Regions from separate parts of the Salmo salar genome. Here region 2 is linked to region 1. A link is a contact called in public Hi-C data. All regions are on one chromosome and are shown on one strand. Each heading gives the region's core, a stretch centred on a gene start, on an enhancer-like site or on the middle of the called end of the contact. The rest is flanking DNA. Distances are from core to core; before and after follow the strand shown. Region 1 holds the start of prpf6 (PRP6 pre-mRNA processing factor 6 homolog (S. cerevisiae)). Region 2 holds the start of LOC106566583 (zinc finger protein 512B).

What was found. Hi-C and Micro-C count contacts between places; a contact is called where the count stands out from the background.
Region 2: a contact with region 1 is called in a Hi-C map of muscle, with 14 times the contacts expected there. The contact joins the promoter of LOC106566583 here to the promoter of prpf6 in region 1. A contact is called at or near these places in 2 of 3 Hi-C or Micro-C datasets (gill and muscle).

Annotation. Positions count from the first base shown.
Region 1 is chrssa13:19,079,952-19,086,693 of Ssal_v3.1, reverse strand. prpf6 (PRP6 pre-mRNA processing factor 6 homolog (S. cerevisiae)) reads left to right here and starts at 4,982. Exons shown (of 21, transcript XM_014134697.2): 1 at 4,982-5,356; 2 at 6,102-6,264; 3 at 6,362-6,480; 4 at 6,602-6,680. The coding sequence starts at 5,067.
Region 2 is chrssa13:19,256,385-19,262,999 of Ssal_v3.1, reverse strand. LOC106566583 (zinc finger protein 512B) reads right to left here and starts at 3,264. Exons shown (of 19, transcript XM_014134719.2): 1 at 2,808-3,264; 2 at 2,408-2,552; 3 at 2,096-2,297.

The DNA.
Region 1 (6,742 bases), core at 3,733-6,232:
GACTCCACATTGACTCGGTACCGGTACCCCCTCTATACAGCCTCCACATTGACTCTGTACCGGTACCCCCTGTATATAGCCTCCATATTGACTCGGTACCTGTACCCCCTGTATACAGCCTCCACATTGACTCTGTACCGGTACCCCCTGTATATAGCCTTCATATTGACTCGGTACCTGTACCCCCTGTATACAGCCTCCACATTGACTCTGTACCGGTACCCCCTGTATATAGCCTTCATATTGACTCGGTACCGGTACCCTCTGTATATAGACTCCACATTGACTCGGTACCGGTACCCCCTCTATATAGACTCCACATTGACTCGGTACCGGTACCCCCTGTATATAGCCTCCACATTTACTCTGTACCGGTACCCCCTGTATATAGCCTCCACATTGACTCGGTACCGGTACCACCTGTATATAGACTCCACGTTGACCCTGTACCGGTACCCCCTGTATATAGCCTCCACATTGACCCTGTACCGGTACCCCCTGTATATAGCCTCCACATTGACTCAGTACCGGTACCCCCTGTATATAGGCTCCACATTGACTCTGTACCGGTACCCCTGTATATAGCCTCCACATTGACTCAGTACTGGTACCACCTGTATATAGCCTCCACATTGACTCGGTACCAGTACCCTCTGTATATAGCCTCCACATTGACTCTGTACCGGTACCCCCTGTATATAGCCTCCAAATTGACTCGGTACCGGTACCCCCTGTATATAGACTCCACGTTGACGCTGTACCGGTACCCCCTGTATATAGCCTCCACATTGACCCTGTACCGGTACCCCCTGTATATAGCCTCCACATTGACCCTGTACCGGTACCCCCTGTATATAGCATCCACATTGACTCGGTACCGGTAACCCCTGTATATAGCCTTCACATTTACTCTGTACCGGTACCCCCTGTATATAGCCTCCACATTGACTCAGTACCAGTACCCTCTGTATATAGCCTCCACATTGACTCTGTACCGGTACCCCCTGTATATAGCCTCCACATTGACTCGGCACCGGTACCCCCTGTATATAGCCTCCACATTGACTCAGTACCAGTACCCTCTGTATATAGCCTCCACATTGACTCGGCACCGGTACCCCCTGTATATAGCCTCCACATTGACTCGGCACCGGTACCCCCTGTATATAGCCTCCACATTGACTCGGCACCGGTACCCCCTGTATATGGCCTCGTTATTTATTGTGTTACTTTTTGATTGATTCGATTTTCTTCTTTTTAACTTTATTTTATTTCGTAAATATTTTATTAACTCTATTTCTTGAACTGCATTGTTGGTTAAGGACTTGTAAGTAAGCATTTCACCGTGCAAGTTGTATTTGGCGCATGTGACAAATAACATTTTATTTTATTTTATTATATTTGTAGGCTGTCTCATCGCTGTGGTGATCAGGCCGACCACCGTTGTGTCGTCAGCAAACTTGATGATGGTGTTGGAGTCCTGCGTGGCCACGCAGTCGTGGGTAAAGAAGGAGTACAGTCAGAGACTAACCCCTTTGGGGCCCCCGTGTTGATGGTCAGCAAGCAGGTGTTGTTGCTTACCCTCACCACCCAGGAAGTCGCAGAGGGAGGTGTTCAGTCCCAGGGTCCCCATCTTGGTGATGAGCTTGGAGGGGACTATTATGTTGAACTCTGAGCTGTAGTCTATGAACAGCATTCTCACACAGTTATCTCCCCTCCTGTCCAGGTGGGAGAGGGCAGTGTGAAGTGCAATTGAGATTACAGCATCTCTGGATCTGTTGGGATGGTATGTGAATTGGAGTGGGTCCAGAATGTCTGGGATGATGGTGTTGATGTGTGTCATGACCAGCCTTTCACTTAATAATTACAGATGTGAATGTTACAAGGCAATAGTCATTTAGTTCGAGTTCTTGGGAACCGGGACAATGGTGGTCAATTTGAAACATGTTGGGATTACAGACTGGGACAAGGAGAGATTGAAGATGTCCGTGAAGACACATGCCAGCTGGTCTAGTATATATTGCGAACGCATCCTGGTATTCCATCTGGCCAGGTGTCCTTGCGACTGTTAACCTGTGTGAGTGTTAAGACTGTGTGATCACTGAGATCACACAGTCATCTGGAACAAAGGGGCTTTCACGCAAGACTCAGTGTTGTATTCCTCGAAGCAAGCATAAAAGGCATTTAGTTCATTTGGAAGTTATGCATCACTGGGCATTTTATGACTAGGTTTCCCTCTGTAATCCATTATCGTCTGCAAGCCCTGCAACATGCGACAAGCGTCAGAGCCGTTGTAATAGGATTCCACCTTTCTCCTACACTGAGTGTACAAAACATTAGGAACACCTGCTCTTTCCATGACATAGACTGGCCAGGTGAATCCAGGTGAACTCTATGATCCCTTATTGATGTCACTTGTTAAATCCACTTCAATCAGTGCAGATGAAGGGGAGGAGCCAGGTTAAAGAAGGATTTTTAAGCCATGAGACAATTGAGACATGGATTGTGTATGTGTGCCATTCAGAGGGTGAACGGGCAAGACAAAAGATTTAAGTGCCTTTGAACGGGTATGGTAGCAGGTACCAGGCGCACCGGTTTGTGTCAAGAACTGCACCGCTGCTGGGTTTTTCATGCTGAACAGTTTCCTGTGTTTATCAAGAATGGTCCACCACCCAAACATTGTAGTCAACATGAGCCAGCATCCCTTTCGAACGCTTTCGACACGTTGAAGAGTCCGTGCCCCGGCAAATTGAGGCTGTTCTGAGGGCAAAAGGGGGTGCAACTCAATATTAGGATTAATATTTAATATTTTGTCCGGCCAGTGTATATTGTCATTTAGTATGTTTGATGTCTCATCGGAGGTCGTACGGGCTTTATTTTGTCCATGTCACTGTCTTGTTCCTTGTAAGCGGTAGCTTTACCATTTAGCCCAGTGTGAATATTGCCTGTAATCCATCAAAGGGAGACAACATCCATTATCTCTGCTGGCTACCAGGGCCACCGCCATGCTAGACTCTCTGTGTGTGTGTGTGTGTGCGTGCGTGCGTGCGTGCGTGCGTGTGTGTGTGCGTGTGTGTGTGACATGGTGTTCTCGTTTTCTCCTCCATGCATGTTTGTGTCTGTGCGTGTCAGCAGAGAGATGTAGCTTGTTTACCACAAATATCCTACAACACGATAGAAAAAATAAGATGATGGAAGTTCCAAAAATACCTTTTATTGTGACTCACTGCTCATCCACTGATTTCATCTGGCATTGACCCATATCTGCATCTGCCAAGGCTGACCTCAAACAAAGGTGATTGAATGCATTCAGAACAGTAACCAGGGGATTAGATGTGGACATGGGTTTGACATGCAGGGTTTTCTTGATAATTAACCTCAATCAGCATTACTGACGGGTGGTTTCCCTCTAATGACACGGACCTGGATCGCTGGATCACAGACAGACAGACAGACACAGACAGACAGACAGACAGATAGACAGACAGACAGACAGACAGACAGAGGAGCATATGAGGAGGAGAATATCTACTTCCAGTATTATACAACACTGTACGTTGGGGGATCCACATTGACTGCAAGGTTTTGGTCCAACCGAGTACTATCACACCTGATTCTAGTCAAGAACATGATGATCAGTTGAATCAGGTACGTTAATACTGGGCTGGAACAGTAGTCTACACACTCTGGGGATGATAGCGTTCTACTTTGGGGAAAAGTTAAACATATTCAGTTAGACAATCTATCATAATTTTGTATGAAGAATATACTATCAACTCAATATCAACTATCTCCGTACACATCGGCAATGGTTAACTGGGGCTCCCGGCTCTCAGCTCCTGGCTCCCGGCTTTCAGTAATGGGGCTCCCGAGTGGCACAGCGGTCTAAGGCACTGCATCTCAGTGCTAGAGGCGTACTACAGACACCCTGGTACGAATCCAGGCTGTATCACAACCGGCCATGATTGGGAGTACCAAAGGGCGGTGCACAATAGGCCCGGGTTTGGCTGGTTTAGGCTGTCATTGTAAATAGGAATTTGTTCTTAACTGACTTTTCTAGTTAAAACAAAGGTTAAATACAAAAATTAAACCAGGTCTGTGAAGTTTTGCGGCTCTTTGGATCTATAAAATGGTTCTGGGCTCTTGAATCCATACATCCTCTAATGCAGCTGACAGCCCATTTTCATCACAGAATCTTCTCCCAGAAGTGGAATAATGTCTGCCCTGGAGGCAAATTAAATGAAGAGAAATGAACATGCTGAGGCCTTGGCTGTAGATGGCTAAAGTTAAAGGTGATGGAATCAAATTGATGCATAGGCGGAGGTACTTCATCACAAGACAGACAGCACAGAAACGTCATATTAGGTTGTAATTACATTTATCGCAGTGAGCCCATCCTGTGATTGACAATGGACCGCCCAAGAAGGCTTTAGTGTCCATGTTAGACTGGTTTGATATATATTAGATAATGCATCTCTGTCAAAATGTATGCCAATTAATTTTAAAACACTGTTTAAAATGTGTCGGCCAATCAGCTGTGTTTTTAAATTGGTTCTCTCAAGAAATAGGACAGTGTCGACTTTCATTATGTCAATAATGGTGAAATGCAGACTCAAAATGACCTGGCTGTCAAACCAGATATGCTGAGGTAGCCTAATGAGCTTATGTTGATGAGGGCTAGCAGATTCACTCAACTATGTGCTGATCAAATACATGACCCGAAACCAATGCATATTTATTCCCTGTAGTTACAGGTAGACTTAATAAACCATTTAGACTACAAATTCCAGTTGCCATGTCTGGGATATGTGCAATGATTCTCCTAGCCTGCACATTTTCCTGTAGTCTGCTGCACTCTGCTGGTAGAGCCTGGCAGTAGTAGTTGTGGTGCGCCACAGGGGGCGCTGCTGCAGACCAATGCCATGATTGTAAAAGGAAGTGCGTATGTTATTATTTCCAAAAGTTCCAGTCTGCCGGGAGATCACACGAAGAAGATTATTCCGGAAGTGAACTCGTTCTTATTATACCTTAGTGAGTGAACCGCGTTGTCGGTATAACTAGCTACGATGGCTAGCAGAGATGGAAACTATAATAACAGAAATCAAAATGATGGTAGAGGCTCCAGGGGCGGTGGACAGAATTTCGGTAGAGGATCCGGTGGCCGCGGGCAGAATGATGGTAGAGGCTTTGGGGGCGGCGGGCAGAATTCTGGTAGAGGCTCTGGAGGTGGCCGGGGTGGCGGGCGTAATGCCGAGCCCCCGCCAATGCCCATGTCCTCGCCGCTCATGGGCAAGAAGAAAAAGCCCTTCCTTGGGATGGCTGCGCCGCTAGGCTATGTGCCTGGACTCGGCAGAGGGTAAGCAGGCATGATGTTAGTTAGCTTAGCCTCATAGCTAGCTAGCTACAGTAACTAAGCTACCTTTGACTGGAAAACAATCTTGAATTTGGCTGGCAATCAAGTACTTGTACCTAAATCTTGCTAATAGTGTTAAGATGCAATACGTCTAAAATTCCTTCCTTCTTGTTATTAAGTAACGTTAGTAACTACTTGTGCACCAATGCAATGTTTGGCTCGCTATCTACCTATGTAAACACTCCAGAACCAGACTGAAACAAAAACTACAGAGGCTGTTGTCTCCAGGAGCAGAAGATAGCCAGCAGATCCGACCAGCTTACTTACAACTGCAATAGGGTCAGACAGACTTCCATTGTAGTTTAAGACACAGCTGAGCCAACCCGAGATATGGCTCGGAAAATATCTCAATACAGGGATGAGAAATTAGTTATACTCTGAATTGCCCCATTATCCCAACTGAACTGTTACAACTGGTAGTTTTTTTTAGCAGTTGTTTAATCTTCTCAGTGTAACAGTTGGGATAATGGGACAATTTGATGAACATGACATTTCTCATCCCTGGATTGAGGTATGTTTTCCAAGCCATCTCTCACGCCAGCTCTGCTGTGTAATAATCTACACAGGAAGCCTGTCTGACCCTAGTGCAGCTGTAAGCAAGCGGGTCAGATCTGCTGGCTAGATTGAAGAATAATGTTCTAGTCTGTGGTTGAATCTCTCCATCTATCTCCACCTCTTCTGTCTCCAGAGCCACAGGTTTCACCACCCGGTCTGATATCGGTCCCGCTCGAGATGCCAACGACCCGGTGGATGACCGCCATGCTCCCCCGGGGCAGAGGACGGTGGGGGACAAGATGAAGAAGAACCAGGAAGACGACGAAGAGGATCTGAATGACACCAACTATGATGAGGTGCTTGTTTATACATGACACCCAAGAACAAGTTCAGGCAAAGCTCAGCTCAGCTCACAACGTATTGTAACATCTGCCTCTGTCCACTTTGTCTCAGTTTAACGGCTATGCTGGCAGTCTGTTCTCCAGTGGACCCTATGAGAAAGACGACGAGGAGGCAGACGCCATCTACGCAGCTCTGGACAAGAGGATGGACGAACGACGCAAGGAGAGGAGGTGAGAGAAGAGACTTCCATGTATTTATTAGTGTGGGTTACTGCTCTTGAGGGTGGGTGGGTGTGTGTGTGTGTGTTACTGCTCTGTTGTGTTAACCCAGTCTGTCCTGTGTGGTCCCCAGGGAGCTGAGGGAGAAGGATGAGATAGAGAAGTACCGTATGGAGCGCCCCAAGATCCAGCAGCAGTTCTCTGACCTCAAGGTTAGGCACTGTGTTCTCATGGCAACAGAGTCAACTCTCCTGTACTGTCTCCGAGCAGTCCT
Region 2 (6,615 bases), core at 2,015-4,514, 180 kb before region 1:
TATCAAAAGTCCCATCAATAGCCTGATTTCAGATGTGTTCATGTAAACAGGATTATTAGGGAAATCCTTCTTTCAAAGCATGTCAAATGTTTAAACAAACTACTGTATTAATCTGACTCTCCACAATAATTGTATTATTGTGTGCATGTAAGTGTGCATGTCATGTTGCTTCGGGTCATCCTCACTGCCTATTGGTTGATGGCTGACAGGGGCTACTAGCTAATTATGCTAAGTAGGATTGATTACAGTATGACCTACCATCATGCTTTCTCTTAGCCTAGTATGCGTACATTTATGTCATTCCCCTAATGAATTACTACAGTACACAGGTCACTCATTTGGTTGGCTTGTGTTAAACACTTTTAATTTCACCTTGTATGGAGGCGTGGGTGGTTTCAGAGACACGTGTTGTATGTACGTTTCAAAAAAATGGATCGTCTACTCGTGAGACTGGTGTGTATAATTATACTGCACATAGACGCAGACATGCCAGCCAAGTCACCCGTGATACAAGTCAATATTCCACGTCCATCCGTGTCTGAACGTCGGGAGATGACAGCCACTAAGGGCAACAGTGAGCGTGATGGATGGGGATGGAGGACGGGTAAAAGCATTTGTCTCCGATTCCAAAGGTTTCACGTTTCAATCCAGCGACAAAGATGTTGGTTTTAAACCTATCCCAAACCTTAACCCTTACCTTCACCATTCGGTTAATGCCTAAACTTAACCCTAACCTTAAAAATTCGGAGTTAATGTCTAACCTTAAACACTTTGAACCTTGACGTTTGAGCAACATGGATGAACATCTAATTGTGACGTGAGACTGTGAGAGCTAGTTGGACATGCACGCACACACACACACACACACACACACACACACACACACACACACACACACACACACACACACACACACACACACACACACCCTGGACCATGTGCATTACAAGGCAAGGGAGGTATGTAGCTGAACCCAGGTTTCACTTCTTCCTCTGTAAAGATATGGGTAGATCCATATTGCTAGAGAAGCAGGGATCAGGGTGTGATACAAGACTCATAAAATAGGCCAGAGAGCCAGACAGACATTATGCACATTCACTGTGCTAAGATATACATACATTATATGTCAGTGGAGGCTGCTGAGGGGAGGACGGCTCATAATAAGGGAGTCATCGGAATGGTACAAAAAACCCATAAAAGACGTGGTTTCCATGTGTTTGATACCATTTCATTGACTCCATTCCAGCCATTATAATGAGCCGTTCTCTACTGATATATGTAGACTGTCTATTGTGTCCCTATTGTGACTTGCCCTCATTGTCATGTCTATAACATTGTTGACACTAAAACAAATTCATTTTTATTGATTTGCTGATTGATGTACCATGGTTGATTTCTGATTCGCAATACAGTTTTTAATTCAACTAAATTCTATTTTATTCTATTCTATATTCACAGTAGCTTACTGTACACCCAGAGCAGTGAATGCACAACTTCCACACACAGTCAAGGCACTGTTAGGACTGACATGGAGATAAGTCACACACACACACACACACACACACACACACACACACACACACACACACACACACACACACACACACACACACACACACACACAGGTTCTGAGTTAAGTAATACCACTTTATTACTGTCATACTACAACACTGCTACTGCTACATTACAGCTATAGGCTATTATCCTGCTACTGTAGCAGTATGGCATACATGTGATAGTCTACTAACCTAGTCATGACAGTTATAAATCAATACATCATACAGCTGGCTGAAACCAAAGCTGAACCCCAGAAACAACTGCAAAGTGAAAGAGAACTGACCACGTACACACAAAAACACTTAGATGTTTGAAGGCTGCACAGACAACATGCCCTATTCACCTCCTAGGTCACATAGGCTGCAACAGCAGTTTGACTTGCTTCTGTCTCCTCTACTTGAAGATGGTTACATTGCAGCAACATTGTTTGTGGACTGTTTCGATTGCTACATTGGTGCATTCAAATGCTGCTGGCTACAATGTTTACAGTGCTGTTGATTAATAATAGGGACATGGGATTCTAGAAGGCCACACCTACCTGCAATGTCGGGAGTCACCCAACACGAGCCGCCGGGTGGCCCGGGTCACCCACGTGGGGGTCAGGCGGTAGGGCTACACCTCGCGCGGTATATGCGCCTTTCCCGGTCTTACATGGCCATCACACCTGCTGTTGCAAGCGGGTCTGGTCGGGGGCTTCGATGGAGACGGACTGACAGTCGTCACGGTCGTTAGCCACGCGCCTAGTCCCCGTTTTCAATCCGAGGAAAGATGAGGGGAGATGAAGAAGATGAGGAAGAGGGAGGAGGAGGGGGGGAAAGGAGATGCCAATTAAAATCCTAAAGACGTTCACCTTATTTCCAGCCTCCACTTTTTCCCCTTTCGTGCATTAATATGGCAACCACGAGGCACTTCTTTAATCTCAATCGTCTCGTTGGAAAACTCAAGGAATATGAATATCAGGAGACACGCAGGAAAGATAGAAACGTCTCCGACTCCTTGAAGAAAACATTCAAATACAACAAGGTTTTATATAGGCAGTGAAGCAAAATGGCGACTTTAATATGAAGGAGGAGTAAAAAAAAAAATCCTTGCAATGGCTGGAGCTAAAGGGAGTCACAAAAATATGTTTAGTGCAGTAATTTTCAACAGCTGCAAGCGAGTTGGTTAGAGTAAAAGAAAATGAACCAGAGGAAAAAAGGAATTAAAAGATTCGACCTCGGTCGCTTTCGGTGCAGTCTGCGGTTCCTTACCTCGGGATTATTTCGGGGTTTTATACGGAAATTATCTTCGCGGCCGTGTACAGTAATAGGCTACAGTAATGTGTGTTGAGTCATGCGCGTATCCACTCTTCCTTTGACAGCTGCAACTACAGTCTTCTGGCAACTTGCAAACTCTCGCGTTATTATTATTTTTATCGCGCAAATAATATTCGGGGTTTTTGACTAATAAACCCGATTTTGTATCGATACCAAACTGACGGTTTGATGTGGCTCATCCGACGTAACGCCGTGCGGTCATGACGAAAAAGGGTTAGGATCAATTCTTAAAACCAGCCTCGCTAAACGTTTTAATCTGGTAATGTTAGGCTACTAAATTATCATTCGGCCTTTATCGTTAATATTCAGGGAGTCAACTGCGCACAGCCTTAGATTGTAAATTGTCGTTGTGCTGTTTCGTCGGTATCATGCCAGTCCATGGCAGTCCAAAAAATGGTCCGCTCGTAGGCTATAACAATTGAAACTTGCATAGTGACGCTGGGGCAGAGTAGAATCGACTATAGGCTACCTAATCTGCTCTATCAGAAACGGATCAATCGATTTAATATGGGATGTTAAATAGGTTGTTAGATGATGTAGACTGTTATGGTTGGGCATTGCTGATCTGTCATTTTATTCCAAGGCTATTGCAATTTCGAAAACCAAGGTCACTTGCTTTGAAAGTTTCTCTTATTTTGCCCACTAATGAATTATTATTATTGCTATTACTAAATCAGCAAGCTTCTGCAAGAGCAGCTAAATGTTCTCCATTATACTCTGACATGATATGTATAACACGTGGCCCTCACTCATGCAGGCACTGAATCTTAGCCACTTACAGTGGGCTCACACAACCAGAGGAGACTCTCAGATGTGATTGGTGCCAGTCAGCATGACCTAATATTTGTTATAAGTGGAAATCATCAGAAACAATGACGTAAACCATGTACACTGGCTGTTCCCCTAAACCCCCAGAAGAGGGCAGGACATAGTCATTTTAGGGCCTGGCAACGTCAGGGCCCAAGCAGGGTACAGTATATAAAATGTATCCTTCCTTTCGACCACTCTGAAGTAGTTACTGATGAGACATGACTGGACAGTGAAAGCTATATGGCGGTGCCCTTGCTTTCACTTGTCCAATTACATTAGATCTGTTATGTCAAGGAGGGAAAGATTAAGGATGCAGTTTTAATTTCTTTAATCGCACTTCCTTCACTAAAATATATATATATATATATATATATTTTAAATTCCTTCTCTGTTTCTCTGTTTCTCGGCCCAATTCAGATATATTTTTTTTAACTAATTGGTCTTTTGTGAAAAGATCTGATGTGATTGGTCAAAAGATCAATTAGTGGAAAAATAATATCAGAATTTGGCTGCCTGTGTAAACGCAGCCTTCCACTCAACTGATTAGAAATGGTTTGTAGAGGGAAAGATAACATGACCAAAACCTGCCGCCCTTTCACCTGCCATTCATCCATTGCAGTTGCATTAGAGCTTTACACTGGGGAGCTACATTCAATTTCTACTAGATTCTCTAATTTGCTCCAAGATTATTATTTTTAAAAACATGTATCTACCCCTCACATGAAATGTTCATACATTAGATATCCAGTAGATGGAAGTGTTGCCTCACTATTGGGTCCCGTAACACTGAAATATAGTAGTCCACATTGTCATATGACCACTGGAGAACATGTGTCCTTGGTGATGGCTGTCCACTGAGTAGGCCTAGTCGCCAGTCACTGAAAGTACCCTGGTACCTAGTTTTTAAATACTATTTCAAAGTGCTGGGGTAGGATCTCGGTTTGCCGTTTGAGATAAACACATTGATGGTGTTTTCCATTAGAATATAGCAGAGAAGACAAAAAAAAATTATCTTTGGGGATTGAAGTGGCAACAAATGACCCCGGATGAGTATATCCTACAGACACGTTAGGAGAAATCCGCAGGACTCAATCTCAAATAAATGGGGAGGGTTGACCCTGCCCATCAATCTTCTTCCTCTCTTACAAAATATTACACCACAGGTTGACATACTATAAGTTATGGCAGTCAGTAAATTCCTCGGAGCAACAGTACTACCCCAGTGTATGGAGCTACGTCCTACTGTTCCCCTGCTCTGTGTTTTAATGGAACCTAACTGAATGGTTATTGCAGGATCCTGGTTGACAGACCATAAATCCCTTACAGTGATTTACTCCTCTCTTTCTCTGCTGACCAGGCACAAGCCTGGTTAATAGCTACTAAAAGCTGTCAGGTGGCCAACCTGTACTACCATTGGCAACTAGAGGGAAACCGTGTTCTACGCCGCATGTGGCGTCAATCAGTGAGGTTTCAAATGGACAATCTGCCTTCTGCGTGACAGAGGCAGAAAGAGAAGTGAGAACGTGTTGTGGGATTAAAGAATAGCAGCCATGATTTTGAAGCCACTGTTTAAGAAACACAGACCTCCAGACCTCCTTGGGCACCACTAAGCTCATTTATATCTGAGGAGAGAGAGAGAGACAAATAAGAAAGGATGGAATAAGAAAGAGATAGGTTGAGAAATGAACACATAAGCTGAGGTTATAAACACTTAGAGTCCTCTCTCCCTAACTGCCTGCTCCACAGCTATACGCTCTATCACCTCTACCTCTCCACCCATAATGAGACATCACACAGCTGACAGGACCTGTTTACCATAGAACCATCCATATGATAATGATTTACATGTAATTAGGCAGGGAGATGCTTGGTATCACCCAGTAATTGTCTCCCAGCAGTAAGCCAGACAGCCAGCGAGGCAGGATGGTGACAGGAGAAACTGCTTAGTATTCACTAACATGACTCAGCCACTGAGTGACAGGTGAGGGCGCAGGTGCAAGGTGCCAGACACGCTTCGTTTGGACAGGTGTGACGTCCTCCCTCCCTCTCCATCTCTGATTTTTCCTCTCTCCCTCCCTCACTTCCTCTGTTTCTCATTGAAATGTTTTTGTCCATCCTGTTTTCTCTCTTTTCATCTCCATCTATTCCAGTCCTTTTGTATATCTCTCTATTCTATCCATTTTCCCTCTACCACACTATCCTTCTCTTTTCTGTGTAAACATCTCTCTCTAGGGCACCAGACAACAGAACAGGGGCAGAAAGAGGAATAGAGAGAGACCTCACCAGACCGTTACCACAGAAAGGAGAAGTGAAAATAGAGGAAAATGAAATAACGGCCATCTAATTGGTTGTCCTAGCCAACTGCCCCGACTTTCTTCAATAATGGTCTATATCACCATAGACAGTGTGAAGCCAGTTGCAGAGAAAGATAAAAACAGAGAGGGAGAGGAAGATAGAGGGAGAGGAAGATCAAGAAAGATAAAGGGAGCGGCAGATAGAGCGAGATAAGGAGAGACAGATCTACAAAGGTAGAGAGAGGCGGAGAGAGAAACACAGAGGCAGAGCAAGAGTGAGAGAGAGTTAAAATAAAGAGTTAAAAGAGAGAGTTAAAAGATAGTTAGAAGCGAGAGTTAGAAGAGATATAGTTAAAAAGAGAGCTAAGAGAGAGAGTAAGAAGATAGAGTTAAAAGAGAGAGAGTTAAGAGAGAGTTAAGAGAGAGAGAGTTAAAAGAGAGAGAGTTAGAAGAGATAAGAGTTAAAAAAGAGAGCTAAGAGAGAGAGTAAGAAGAGATAAGAGTTAAAAAAGAGAGCTAAGAGAGAGAGTTAAATGAGAGAGAGAGTTAAGAGAGAGAGTTAAAAGCGAGAGTTAAGAGAGAGAGTTAAATGAGAGAGAGAGTAAGAAGAGAGAGTTAAAAGAGAGAGTTAAATGAGA